2 separate regions of the Mus musculus genome follow, and region 2 is linked to region 1. Evidence: chromatin contacts called from public HiChIP or PLAC-seq data. All regions are on one chromosome and are shown on one strand. The core of a region is the stretch at or near the end of the contact, and the rest is flanking DNA. Distances in the headings are between cores, read along the strand shown.

Region 1 (5,933 bases), core at 1,774-4,273:
AACTTAACGACGGCAGTGGCAAGGATCCAGGAATAAGATGTCAGGTAGGCTGAGGAATGCAGGACAGCAAGGTCAGAACCGAAGAGGAAATGCTACTGGCAGGACTCATCGCTCAGGGCCAGCCTCTCCTCTATGAGAAGTCTGTGACCTTTAAATCACTTCTCCAGGTCTCAGCGAATCGTGGACAAACAGGGGTCATCGGGAAGAGTAAAGCCACTTTGTTACCAAAGTGCTTTAGCTTCGTTTAGGGGAGAGACCACTCGGGTCGGTCGGGGAATCCTCTGGTTTGCAGAGTAAAACAGCTGGTTTCCCGTGCTCAGGCAGGAAGAGTGGTCTCACTCCTCCATCGCAAGGCTCGCCCTCCTCCCTAGAAAATCACACAATCCTCCAAGTCTTCTCTCAGCTTAGAAGAGACACAGGAAAGTGTTTCCTGACCTTCTGAGGACATACACCATTTTAAAGAGTGTTTTGATGGGGAACTCCTTCCCTATTTCCCGACTGACACCTCCTCTGGGCCCGCACATTTTGTGACCCAGAACAACACTGTGAGCCCTGAATCACAGTCCTTTCTTGAACACTGACTATAATTGTCAGCATACCTATAAAATTATACCAGATAAACTGAAGTAGGGTGGGGTGGTGCACACATTTAATCCCAGCACTTTGGAGGCAGAAGCAGAAGGACCTTGGGTCTCACATGAACAGACAAACCTAAAAATACAGACTTCTTGAGGCCTTCCCAAGCTCCCATAGAACCAAGTAATATAAACAGTGGGAAAATACATTTGGGCGACTACATGAGACAGTGGACATCACTGTCCACAACAGAGGAGCAGATCAAGACAATCTTTAAAGGACTTTTGCGTTAATCCCAGCACTTGGGAGGCAGAGGCAGGTGAATCTCTGAGTTTGAGGCCAATTTGGTTTACAGAGTGAGTTCCAGCACAGCCAGGGGTACACAGAGAAACCCTGTCTCAGAAAACAAAAAACAAACAAACAAACAAAACACAACACATAGAAAAATCAAATAAATAAATAAATGTAGTTTTTAAGTGAAAAAGGATCTTCTATATAATTTTTAAATATAAAACAGGTTATCCATTTTACCCATAGGGCTTCTTGGATGTGTCTTTCCTGTGGAACTTTGTACATAATTTTATTAATTTAGGTGTGTATTGATAGAAAACTAGCATGAACCACACTCCTGGAACAATAAAATTCACTTTGAGGCCAAACAGCACATCAGCACTGATAATAGAAGATGGGGGGCCTGGTAAGCTGATTTGGGGGCTTCTGGAGATCACTGGAAGATGTTTCTGGAATTCTACTATTCTAAAAAAAATAATAAAGTGGGAGTCTGAGCCTCTGAGCTCCTGAACCCGTTTCTCAAGTAGCACGCTGTTATAGGATATATGCCGCAGTTAGATGTCCAGAATCCTGGATGATGCAAAAGTCCTTAATCTTGGTTTTGGAGGGCTTTGTGCCACCACAGGTGTGCCACCATTACCACCAGCCCCATCAAAACCTGTTTCCTCAATACAGCTTCTCAGTGACAGCCCCAGGCAGTCTACAGCGGCAGACGCAGCTCCATCTTCTTTCCCTTACCACCACCAAAATCCTCAAAGTTGGGGAATTTGTATGTTTGGTTTGATTTGTTGAGACTTGGTGTCAGGCAATCTCAAGCTGGCCTTACACACCCAAAGCAGCTAAGGATGGCCTTGACATCCTTAACGGCTACCTACATCTAGGATTACGGGCAAACCCCACTGATGGCCAATTCCAATGTGCTCATTACTAGTACTATCAACTGCATCTTCAGAGGATTTAACTGACTAAAAACTCAAGCTAAGGAAAGCGAGAGGTATACAAGAGATCAATACTTTCCCAAACTTTTCTACAACACACAGAAACAGTAGAAGACACCTAATACACCCCCATGCCCTTGTGTCCCAAGACAGAATACCTACTGTAGGCGCAACACACACACACACACACACACACACACACACACACACACGATGGCCATGATCTACTAAACTGATTTCCAAGCCACTCATGGGAGTGTCTGAAAGACACTTCAACAGACCAAATCTTAGAGCTGCAAACCCCCAGCTACAAAACGAGCAGCTGAATAGCCACATACAGCAAACACAGTGACCAGGATGGTAGTGTCCAGTCGTGATGCAAGACCCTCCCTGGGTGCCACCATTTCCCAAGTAATCCAAGGTGATCCCGTCTCGCCTCTTGTGACCGCTACACAGTTCCTCATCTAAGTCTCAGCGTGTAAAGCTCACTTACTGCGTACAGCGGGAAGCAGTATTTCTTCTGTCCCCTTTAAGACCTCGAAATTTAACAGGTGGTATCTGTCGTGTCTTTGTATTCGAGATGTGTGGTGACATACAGAAAAGGGGCGTTCCACCTCTCCAACTCTCAAGTCTTAACCCCACCCCCCCACTAGGAGAGGTCTTTGGTGAACTGAGAATACAGGGAATCCCCGGTGCAAAAGGAGTCATTCAGCCTGACAGAAGCAAAAGCAAAGACTCCCTCTTTACACCACAGAAGTTTCTAGCAAACTCATCTCCAGGCCCAGCAAGAGAGAGAAGCAGATAAAACTGCGGGAGACGCGTCAAAGCAACCGGCCTAGCCACTTAACCCAGGCAAGATCTCAGCCCCCATTCCCCGAGGCTCTACATCCCGAACTGGATAAGCAGGTGGGCGCATCGGGGGCGCGTGGGAGGCGCGGACCCCGAAGCCTTTGGCAAAAAGGCAGCGAGAGGGTCCAGATCTGAGGCCTCGCGAAGAGTGAGCACCCTTCTCACTTGACACTGGGTTTCCAGTAAGGCCTGTCCTCACCCCTCCCCGACAGCGCCTCCCTTATTGCAGAGAAGAAACCGGGAAAAGCAGCGCGAGGGGTGCGAGGTGTTCCCCTGAGCCCCCACCGTACCGCGTTAACAGCCTGGGAATCTCCCGCCACGGACCCCCGCTTGGCAAGGCCCCGCCCCGCACGCTGCGCCTGCGCGCCAGGGGTTCTCCGTGAGTGCGCGCGCACTTTCTACGTGTGCGGCGTGGGGGCGGGTCCTGCGGGAGCCCCTCCCCGGCCCTCCCTCCCTCCTTCTGCTCCCCCTCCCCCACGCGCTGCCGCGGCCGCCGCAGGAGCCCAGAGCTCTAGCCGCCCGGCGACTCCCCCTCCCCCTCCCCAGCCCCGCCCCGCCCGGAGCCGGGGCTCCCGAGTCGGAGCCGAGTCTGCGCCTAGGGGTGAGTACGCGGACCCCTCCCCAGCACCCCTTACTTGGCTCATAGGATCTCACCACCACCCCAAGGAAGGAAAAAAAAAGCACCCGGACTCAGCTGCGCGTCCCCTCCCTTCCACCTCCTGCGGGACCCAGAGGTGCCCGGGCCCCACGGGACCCAACGGAGGCACGCTTTGTCCCCAAACCCGCACCGTCCCTGCCAGATGTGAGTCCTCCCACCCCTGTCGGGGCTCCAGATGTGCGCCGTCCTCTACCCCCGCCCCTCAGGAATATTCCAAGGCGTGGGACCCCTGCGTCCCGGCCCTCGAGTGCCACTCTAGTTCCACCTGCTCCGTCCAGGTGTGCGGCCCCTGCGCGGCCCTCCTCCGGTCCCAGCTGCTCCCCAGCCGCCGGCGCCGCTGAAGGGAACCACCCGCCTCCGCCCCCGAGTTTTGCATTCTAGGGTCGCCAAGTCCAATGCCCTCGGTCTCTCTCTTTTTTTTTTTTTTTAATTCTTTTTCTTGTTGCTGGGGACGAAGCCGGCCTCAAGCAAGGGGTTCATGCTTGGGCAAAGGGCAGGGCTCGAGGTGTTAGCACCAGACGAGTAGCTGCCCCAACCCTGGTGGGGACTGATCTGCGGGCTGGAGAGGGCGGCCGGCCCGGGGAGCATGTCCTCTCCTGCGCCCCACACAGAGCAGTTCATTCATGAGCCGCCCGGGCCTGCGTTGGAGGGTGCGGTGGGGAGAAGATTCAGACGCGAATCCGGAGTAGGCAAAGGCCCTATTGAGGGGGAGGGGGCGCGCTTTGTCCCTCCCGGCCGTCTTGACCGCCTGGTGCGGACTGTCCCAAAGCTTGTCGTTGTGTTGCTCAGAAAAAGCAAGGATGCCCGGGAAGTGGGGAAGAGAGGTCAGAGGGGCTGGCTGCCCTTGGAGCTTTGTGCTGCCACCCGCCTTGGTCCCCTGATCGGAAGTCTGGCGGCCGGTTGCTCAGAGGGGCTTGGGGCTCTGCTCTCTACCGAGTACCACTCCCTGACCCTGAACCTCCTCCCGGTCTGCAGTAGTCGGGTGAATGAGATTGTACCCAACGCCTCCTGAAGAGGGGACCACAGCCCTCTGCCTTCCAGATATAAGAGAGAAGGGGAAGGGGAGTGGCTGCCAGGCTCAGGTGGTGGGTATGCTGCCAGCACCTTTGTCCTCCCGGGTACCAGAGGGTCTACGTCCTGGCATGTACCAGGTAGCACATGCTGGGGCCTGCTGTTGAAGTCTTGGCCAGGGAGTGAGCGAGTAGGTGGGTGGGGATGTTTTGAGGCAGAAGATGGGTGATAAGTCGCGAAGAACCCCTTTTTGGCATCGGTACAAATTCCTTCCAAGTACAGCAGAGTAACAGAAAACCCGGTTCAAATCCCAGCTCCGCTGTTCTTTGAGCTGTGCGACCTTGGCAAGTTACTTAACCTATCTGAACCTCCGTGTCTATCTAAAAGTGTGATTAGTTACTACCACCTCCTTCCGAGGCGCATCTTTGGGATCCAATAGTTTAATGCAGGTAAATAGCCTGGCACTCTGCCTGACAGTTGATCGATTATAATGGGTTCACATCTCTGAACTTCCTGACCTATCAGTTTCCTCTGGAGTCCCACCCCACCTACTGCAGGTGGATGGGGGTATATTCTGGGACTTGGTGACAGAGTCCCTAATATTGAGGGAGCTCCCCCTCCTCCTCCACTGAGGGGTTCTATTCCTTTCATGCTTTATTTTGGTCTTAGCCAGCCTTCCTCCACTAAAGCAACCTCTTGGGGTCTATACCTTATTAATAACAGCGGTTTTTGTGTTTTATGTTGTTTGAGATTGGGATGTCATTTAGCCCAATTGGCCTTGAACTCCTAATCTTCCTGCCTCCTTCTTCCAGGTGCATGCTTGCCTTCAACAGCTGGGCCTTTCTTATGGTGGTTTGTGTTTGTTTGTTTGCTCGCTTGCTTGTTTTAAGCGCTGTGAAATAGAGTTTTGGCGGTTTGTGTTGTGTTGTTTTGTTTTGTTTTTAATTTTATTAAATCTTTCAAGCAGCCGCAGGGTTGAGTTGTCTCTATTTTATAGGTGAAGACCCTGAGCTGGTTAAGTACCCTGTCCAGAATAAAAGCCAAGTGTGCTTCATCTTAGGTCTCTTGGTCCTCTTCCCCTGCCTTAGAACTTGAACCCACAAACCCCACACTTGAGTTAGGAATCAGCTCCATGCAAGACGAAAGGCAAACCTGTAGATTTAGGGCATGGCGTTCCTCAGAGCTGGTGCTGACAGCCCTCCGAGCCTGCTAGTGGAGGAGCCCTATTGGCAGGAGCAGCGAAATGCCTCCGCCCATCTCTGGATCTGTCACAGACTGCTGTGTGACCTTCCCCAAGTTATTTGCCTTCTCTGTGTGTCAGTGGCCTGTTGGGGTTGTGAGGGGTGGCAAATAGCAACATTTGCAAGGTGCTTAATGGAGTAATGCCGGGGACAGAATAAAAGCAAGACAGGCAGGTGTGGTGGAACACTTATTTGTGTCTTGACTTGGAATCAAGCCTAGGAGGCTATATCGCTAAATCCTAAAAAGATGGGGGAGGGAGCCACCTATGGATACAATGATATACCTTTGCCTTTCTCTGAGTTCCACCAAAGCCAAGCAAAACCTTTGGTATTTGTTATAGATTGGAGGACCGATGCCCGGATGGCATA
Region 2 (5,933 bases), core at 2,456-4,955, 210 kb after region 1:
CTCTGGTGGACACCGGTGGTATAGACAGGCCCAGCGATGAATGGCAGTGGGTTTCCTTTTTCTGATATTGAGGAGGGAAGGCTTGCTTTCCTGGAGGGGTTTTGGTGGAGCTGCGAGGCCTCCAACCCAATTTACCTTGCAGCTCTTTGGCGTTAACAAGCACACGGCCTTTTTACCAATGTATGACACTCCTCAGATAATGCCTGGCTCAACTTTCTTTTCCCAGCGTGCTTTGCTAAGACCCATGAGGGAAGAGGGAGAGTTTATCTGATATCTTTCTCCTCGGTGGCCCGGCCGGCTGCTTTTCTCTTATCCCCAGACACCTAATTCTTACTTCTGCCCCAGCTTCTCTCAAAAAGGGGATGGGATAGCAGGGGGTGTGGGAAAACAGAGAACACCATCTGTCTTGTGTTTTGTCTGTCTGTCTGTCCCTGTAGTCTCCCCCTCCCGCCCTGTTCTGTGACTGCCAGGGTCTCAGCTCTGCATGTGGTCCACAGCTCCTGCTTCTCTACCTCACCTGGAACCAAACTCCAGGTCACTGAACTGAGGAAAGCTGGGCCCCATAGAATAGAGGTCAGGGATGCAGGCTCAAGTCCAGTCTCTCTGTTTCTGATCAGATGGCAGGAGCTCCGTAGGAATCACTGAACAACGAGGCCAAGATCTTCCAGTCCTGGCAAACTGAGCCGAGTGGCCAAGCCCAGAGGTCTAGAGTTCTAAAGCTTTTAGAAGCCAGAGACTCACGGCTCTCGAGTTGGAGGTTTAACTTTAACATCAGCGGCTCTGACTGCAGTGGTGGCAGACCAGAGCAAGCAGCAGCAGATGGCTTGCTCCTTTTAGGGTTACAGTTCTTGTACAGGCCGCAGGTACTGGGACCCTTCCTCGTGCAGCAACCAGTGCCATGGGCATTGTTTAGGATGTTGTTATCTTAGCTCTTCATGGTGGGTTCTGTTACAGTTCTCTGGAAACTTGGCCCCTATGGCTTGGCAGCTCTCAGGAACTCTTGGGTTTTCTTTCTTGGTCTTTTGCTATAATCTCCAGTGCTGCTTGCGCCGCCATTGCAATCTTTCTGTTACTAGCTGAGTCTACTCTACTAAGGGAGTTAGGCGAGAAGACCTGGGAAGCTGGCTCAGTCTGTAAAGAGTGTGGAAGCCTGGGTTTGATCTTCAGAACCCATCTTTAAAAGCTAGGAGAAATGTACCTTTAATCCCAGCACTAGGGAGGCAGAGATAAATGGCTTCCTGGGGTCTGCTGACTAGATAGGTAAACTATTCAGTAAGAGACCCTCTATCAAAAAATAGGGCAGAGAGTGATTGAAGAAAATGTTTGCCTTTGACCACCGTCTCCACATGTATGCACACACACACACATGCACACATGCATACACACACATATGCACGCGCACACACAGAGTATGAAAAGATCATTTTCTATTGGCCCTACCAACCACTCCAATCCCAAGACGGTGCACAGAAGCATGTCTCGTACCTACTATGCTATACAAAGGGAGCTTTGTGAACTCTGCTTATATAGCCAGGGGTGCCTGCACCAATCACAGCAGACTCTCATGCAAATGAAGGACTATGTTTGCTCTAGTGGCAGGCTTTCTGCTGGGCTGCCAGGAAAGTGTTCCTCTTCCGATCAGGGGCAAGATCATTTAGAGTTCCCTAGAGCTTTTGAAGACAATGAGTGCCATGCAAGCGGCTGGAAGCAGTCATAGGTGGGGTTGCGCCTCCAAGAGCCAGAGAGCTGCGGTTGTTGGGTTGGTGTGTAACTTCCTCAGAGCGTTCCAGTGCCTGCCACCAGCATAAGGGCAGTCCCCTGGCTGTTTGGATGCCAGTCCTATCAGGGCACTCAGGGTGCCTGGGAAAGATGTAACACCTGTCAACTGGGGAGTCAAGCCACTTAATCTCAGCACTCAGGACACAGAGGCAGGGACAGGCAAATCTGTGAGGTTGAGGCCAGTGTGGTCTACATAGAGAGTTCCAGGCTAGCTGCAGCTACACAGAGAGACCCTGACTCAATAAAATAAAAGTCAAGCCACTCTGGCCCCAATGTCTTAGCTTTTTATAAAGGAAAAAAAATCACATTAAAAGGGATGCTTACAACAGGATTTATCACTATATAAAGGCACTTCAGCTGCAATTAACAGCACTTTAACAATGCTTTGCTCCTGCCCCAGAGAGAGATGGTGTCTTCTAATCTGTCAGTGCCTTTAACCTGTTGCAGTCCCTGATAGGAATACTACTATTTTACAATTAAAATTAATCCTGTGAAACTGACAATATTCAGCTGTTTGATCCCACCAGTGGCCATTCTGACATTACCACCTTCTCATTTTCTTTCTTCCTGAGACAGTTTCTGTGTATAGTTCTGGCTGTCCTAGAACTCGCTCTGTAGATCAGGCTGGCCTTAAACTCACAGAGACCCACCTGCCTTTGCCTCCAGAGTGCTGGGATTAAAAGTGTGTGCCACCACTGTCCAGCTCTGGCTTCTTTTTTATAACCCCAGTGGCCGTCTCCTATTGGATGACTCCTCAGTTAGGGCGTGGCCTGGAGAGGATCTACTCCGTCTAAGCAATATTTGGCTAGCTCAGTTTCAAGATTTCTATACTCCTTCTGTTGTTTCTTTTGCAATCAATGCAATTACTAACAACAGAACCACTCTGTGGAGAGGGTTCAGTGGGTAACGTGCTTTCTGCACAAGCCGAGGACCTGAGTTCAAACCCCAGGACCTACTAAAAGCCATATGGCACATCTATAAGCTGGTGGGACAGAGATAGGTAGTTCCCTGGGACTCCTTGCTGTAACAGTGAACTCCGGGTTCAGCAAGAACCTTATTTCAAAAATGTAAGGCAGAGAGCAACGGAGGAAGACACCTGACATATACAAATGCATGGGCAAGTGAGTCCCTGATACATGTGCACGCACATGCATACAGCACACAAGTAAATATGAATAATTATATTAATTACTCTCTCTCTTTTCCTCCTCCTCCTCCTCCTTCTTTTTTTGTTTTTTTTTTTTTTTTTGAGACAGGGTTTCTCTGTGTAGCCCTGGCTGTCCTGGAACTCACTCTGTAGACCAGGCTGGCCTCAAACTCAGAAATCTGCCTGCCTCAGCCAGCCTCCCAAGTGCTGGGATTAAAGGCGTGTGCCACCACTGCCCAGCCCCCAAACCAGGTCTCAATATAAATTTAGAGACTAAGCTTGGGATGGGGGGCGTTTCTATGTGAGATTTATTAGGGAAAGGGTTAGAAAGATAAATTTCAGTCTATACCATGGAGAGAAAGATAGCTTTGTAAGGGTGGAACTTGGGAGTGAATCTGTTTTCTGGATGACCTTGAACGAGCCTTTGTTCAAAGTCAGTTTTCTATTTTGAAAAACGCAGCTGGCTGCTGAGGCAAGACAGCATCCAGCAGGGCGCCTGGCCCAGAAAAAGGAGCGGTAAGTGGTGGGTGAATCCTGTCTAATCAGGATGCCAATTCTACACCGACATCTGCAAGCTCTGTAGAGGGTGCACCGCACACGGCCACCCGAGGTGACAGAAGTAGCAATGACAGTTGTTGGAAAAGAGCCGCAAACTAAAACAAAATCCTGAGGTTCTGCAGCTCTGAGGTCTGAGACCTCCATCCTCAACCCAGGCCGGAGCGCCGGGTGCAGGAAGATAGGTGCGTCAAGAGTAGCGCGCCAGCTCGCGGGAAGTGGCGCGTTGTCCTGGCAACCCTGGACCGAGCCTTGCAGGCGGTGGTAGACGCCCTTGCTTTCGCTTTGCATCCTGGTATTTGGCAGTTCCGCTGCCAGTTGGTGCGTTGATCTGGGCCACATCCTCCATGGAGTCTTCCAAGGGTAGATGAAGGGCTTCCCCCAGGGAAGTAGGGTGGGACTCAGAGGTGGAAAGGAGACCCAAGGACGGGGCGGGGCGAGTACTTTCGGGAGCCCTGAGTCAGGAGGAGGAGGAGTGGGCAGGACATTCAAACCCGTGAACACCGCTAGGAGGTCCAGTGAGATTTAGGTTTTTCCCTTGCGCTGCCTCTTGAATTTCAATGACTTATGGGGTCTGTTGGTTTTGAATGATAGCCTTTCTAACAAGCACCTTTTGGGTCCGATTGCTTTTCACTGTGTGAACTGGTGAGCCCATGAATACTGGATATGGCAATCCCGTCCGCCAACTTCCCTCTGTCTCAAGAGCGGCCTGTACTAGAGAGCGGCAGAAGGTTCCAGAGAAAAGCGACTTGGGCATGACTAAGGTGGAAAAGAAATACAATTGAGTTCTGGGAAATCAAAAGGTTGGATGGGTGTATAAGCTTATGGAGAGAAAAGGTTTATTGGACTCATAGCTTTATAGGTTTTTTTTTTTTTTTTTTTTTTAAAGACTAAGCACTGCTACCTCATATGTAGCCCAGAGTAGCCCGGAATTCTCCATCTTTTGCTTCACAGGCCCCCGACATTCCAGGTGTGGCTCATGGTCAAGGTCCTGTTGCTTTGGCCCTCTGGTGGCATATCATAGTGGCAATCATCAAAGCGTCTCCCTCTTAGTCAAGAAATAATGACGAGTAAAAGGGATGGCTGTGGTCCCACTCTTTCACTCAGAGGCACCCCAACGACCCAAGACTTCTTATTTTTTTAAAGTTGTCTTTATTTTATTTATGTATGTTTTGCCTGCCTGTTTGTATGTATGTATACTGAGTTTGCGTCTGGTGCCTGCAGAAGGTAGAAGAGGGCGTTGGATACCCGGGAACTGGAGTTATGGATGGCTGTGAACCACCACGTGGTGCTGGGGATAGAAGTCCCGCCCCCCCCTGCAAGAGCATCAAGGGTTCTAACTCTCTCCACCTCCATGCCCTCTGACTTTTAAAACAGTCCCATCATCCCAACAGTATGACAGACTGGGAGCTAAATCTTTAAAACATGGGTTTTTGGAGAGCATTGCAGATCCAAGCTAAGGCAGATAGTTAGGGGCTACACACAATGAGCTCATGTCTACATTTGAGATCTGATCAGTCAGAGACTTCCATCAAAAAGAGGAGCTAAGCTGGCGCTTGCACACGTGCAGTGCTTGTGCAGGACAGGCAGGCACGAGGATCGCAGTGTTCAAGGTCATTCTCATGGTATACAGCAACTTTGAGGCCAGTCTCGCCTGCGTGAGACCCTGTCCCAACAACAAGACAAGGCAGAGATCTGACTGTGTGGTTGCCTGGAGCTTCTAACAGCAGGGAAGTATATTGTAAACGAGTAAAGGGAGCCAGGGGTTTGAGCTGCCTCGTGCTTTGTTTAATAAGCACAGAGTCTGGGCTTTGCCCTAGGGTCTGTCCATATCCATGTTTTTGCTTGCTCAGATATTAGTAGAAATGCGGCATTACTTATGAGATTGGGGCACTTCAGGTGGAACTGAGCACTCCAAGGCAGGTTTGTGCAGGCCCATGCTCTTACTCCATAACTGGCTCTTAAGGAAGAGGAGAAAGAATGGGAGCATGTTTCTCTTGAGGGTACAGAGTCCAGACGATGGTACAGTTCCCCCAAACCCTTCGGGGTGAATCCAGGCTCAGGCTGTCATGACTGCAGGTCAGTAAGTAGCCAGTGTACTGCAAAAGGGGCTGGAGAAGTCTCAGCCTTGTTCCCAGTCTCCTAGGTCCCAGGTCTTCTTTTTCTTTCTTTTGTGTATATATATATATAATGTATTTTCCTCAATTACATTTCCAATGCTATCCCAAAAGTCCCCCATACCCTCCCCCCCCCCACTCCCCTACCCACCCATTCCCACTTTTTGGCCCTGGCGTTCCCCTGTACTGGGGCATATAAAGTTTGCCTGTCCAATGGGCATCTCTTTCCAGTGATGGCCGACTAGGCCATCTTTTGATACATATGCAGCTAGAGACAAGAGCTCCGGGGTACTGGTTAGTTCATATTGTTGTTGCACCTACAGGGTTGCAGATCC

The links. HiChIP or PLAC-seq counts read pairs in DNA pulled down with a chosen protein or histone mark.
Region 2: an H3K4me3 HiChIP or PLAC-seq map of embryonic stem cells shows a contact between it and region 1, with 7 times the contacts expected there. The contact joins the promoter of Spats1 here to the promoter of Mrpl14 in region 1. A contact is called at or near these places in 3 of 39 promoter capture datasets (the 3T3-L1 cell line, cranial neural crest and embryonic stem cells), 1 of 15 datasets of contacts at CTCF or cohesin (large pre-B cells), 1 of 484 Hi-C or Micro-C datasets (embryonic stem cells), 12 of 115 datasets of contacts at active chromatin or transcription factors (the SCID.adh cell line, T-cell acute lymphoblastic leukemia, embryonic stem cells and 4 more) and 2 of 9 other capture datasets (adipose tissue and liver).

The regions. Positions count from the first base shown.
Region 1 is chr17:45,683,439-45,689,371 of GRCm38.p6, reverse strand. Mrpl14 (mitochondrial ribosomal protein L14) reads right to left here and starts at 3,023. Exons shown (of 3, transcript NM_026732.3): 1 at 2,945-3,023. Tmem63b (transmembrane protein 63b) reads left to right here and starts at 3,154. Exons shown (of 24, transcript NM_198167.3): 1 at 3,154-3,255.
Region 2 is chr17:45,472,710-45,478,642 of GRCm38.p6, reverse strand. Spats1 (spermatogenesis associated, serine-rich 1) reads left to right here and starts at 3,705. Exons shown (of 8, transcript NM_027649.3): 1 at 3,705-3,844. The coding sequence starts at 3,829.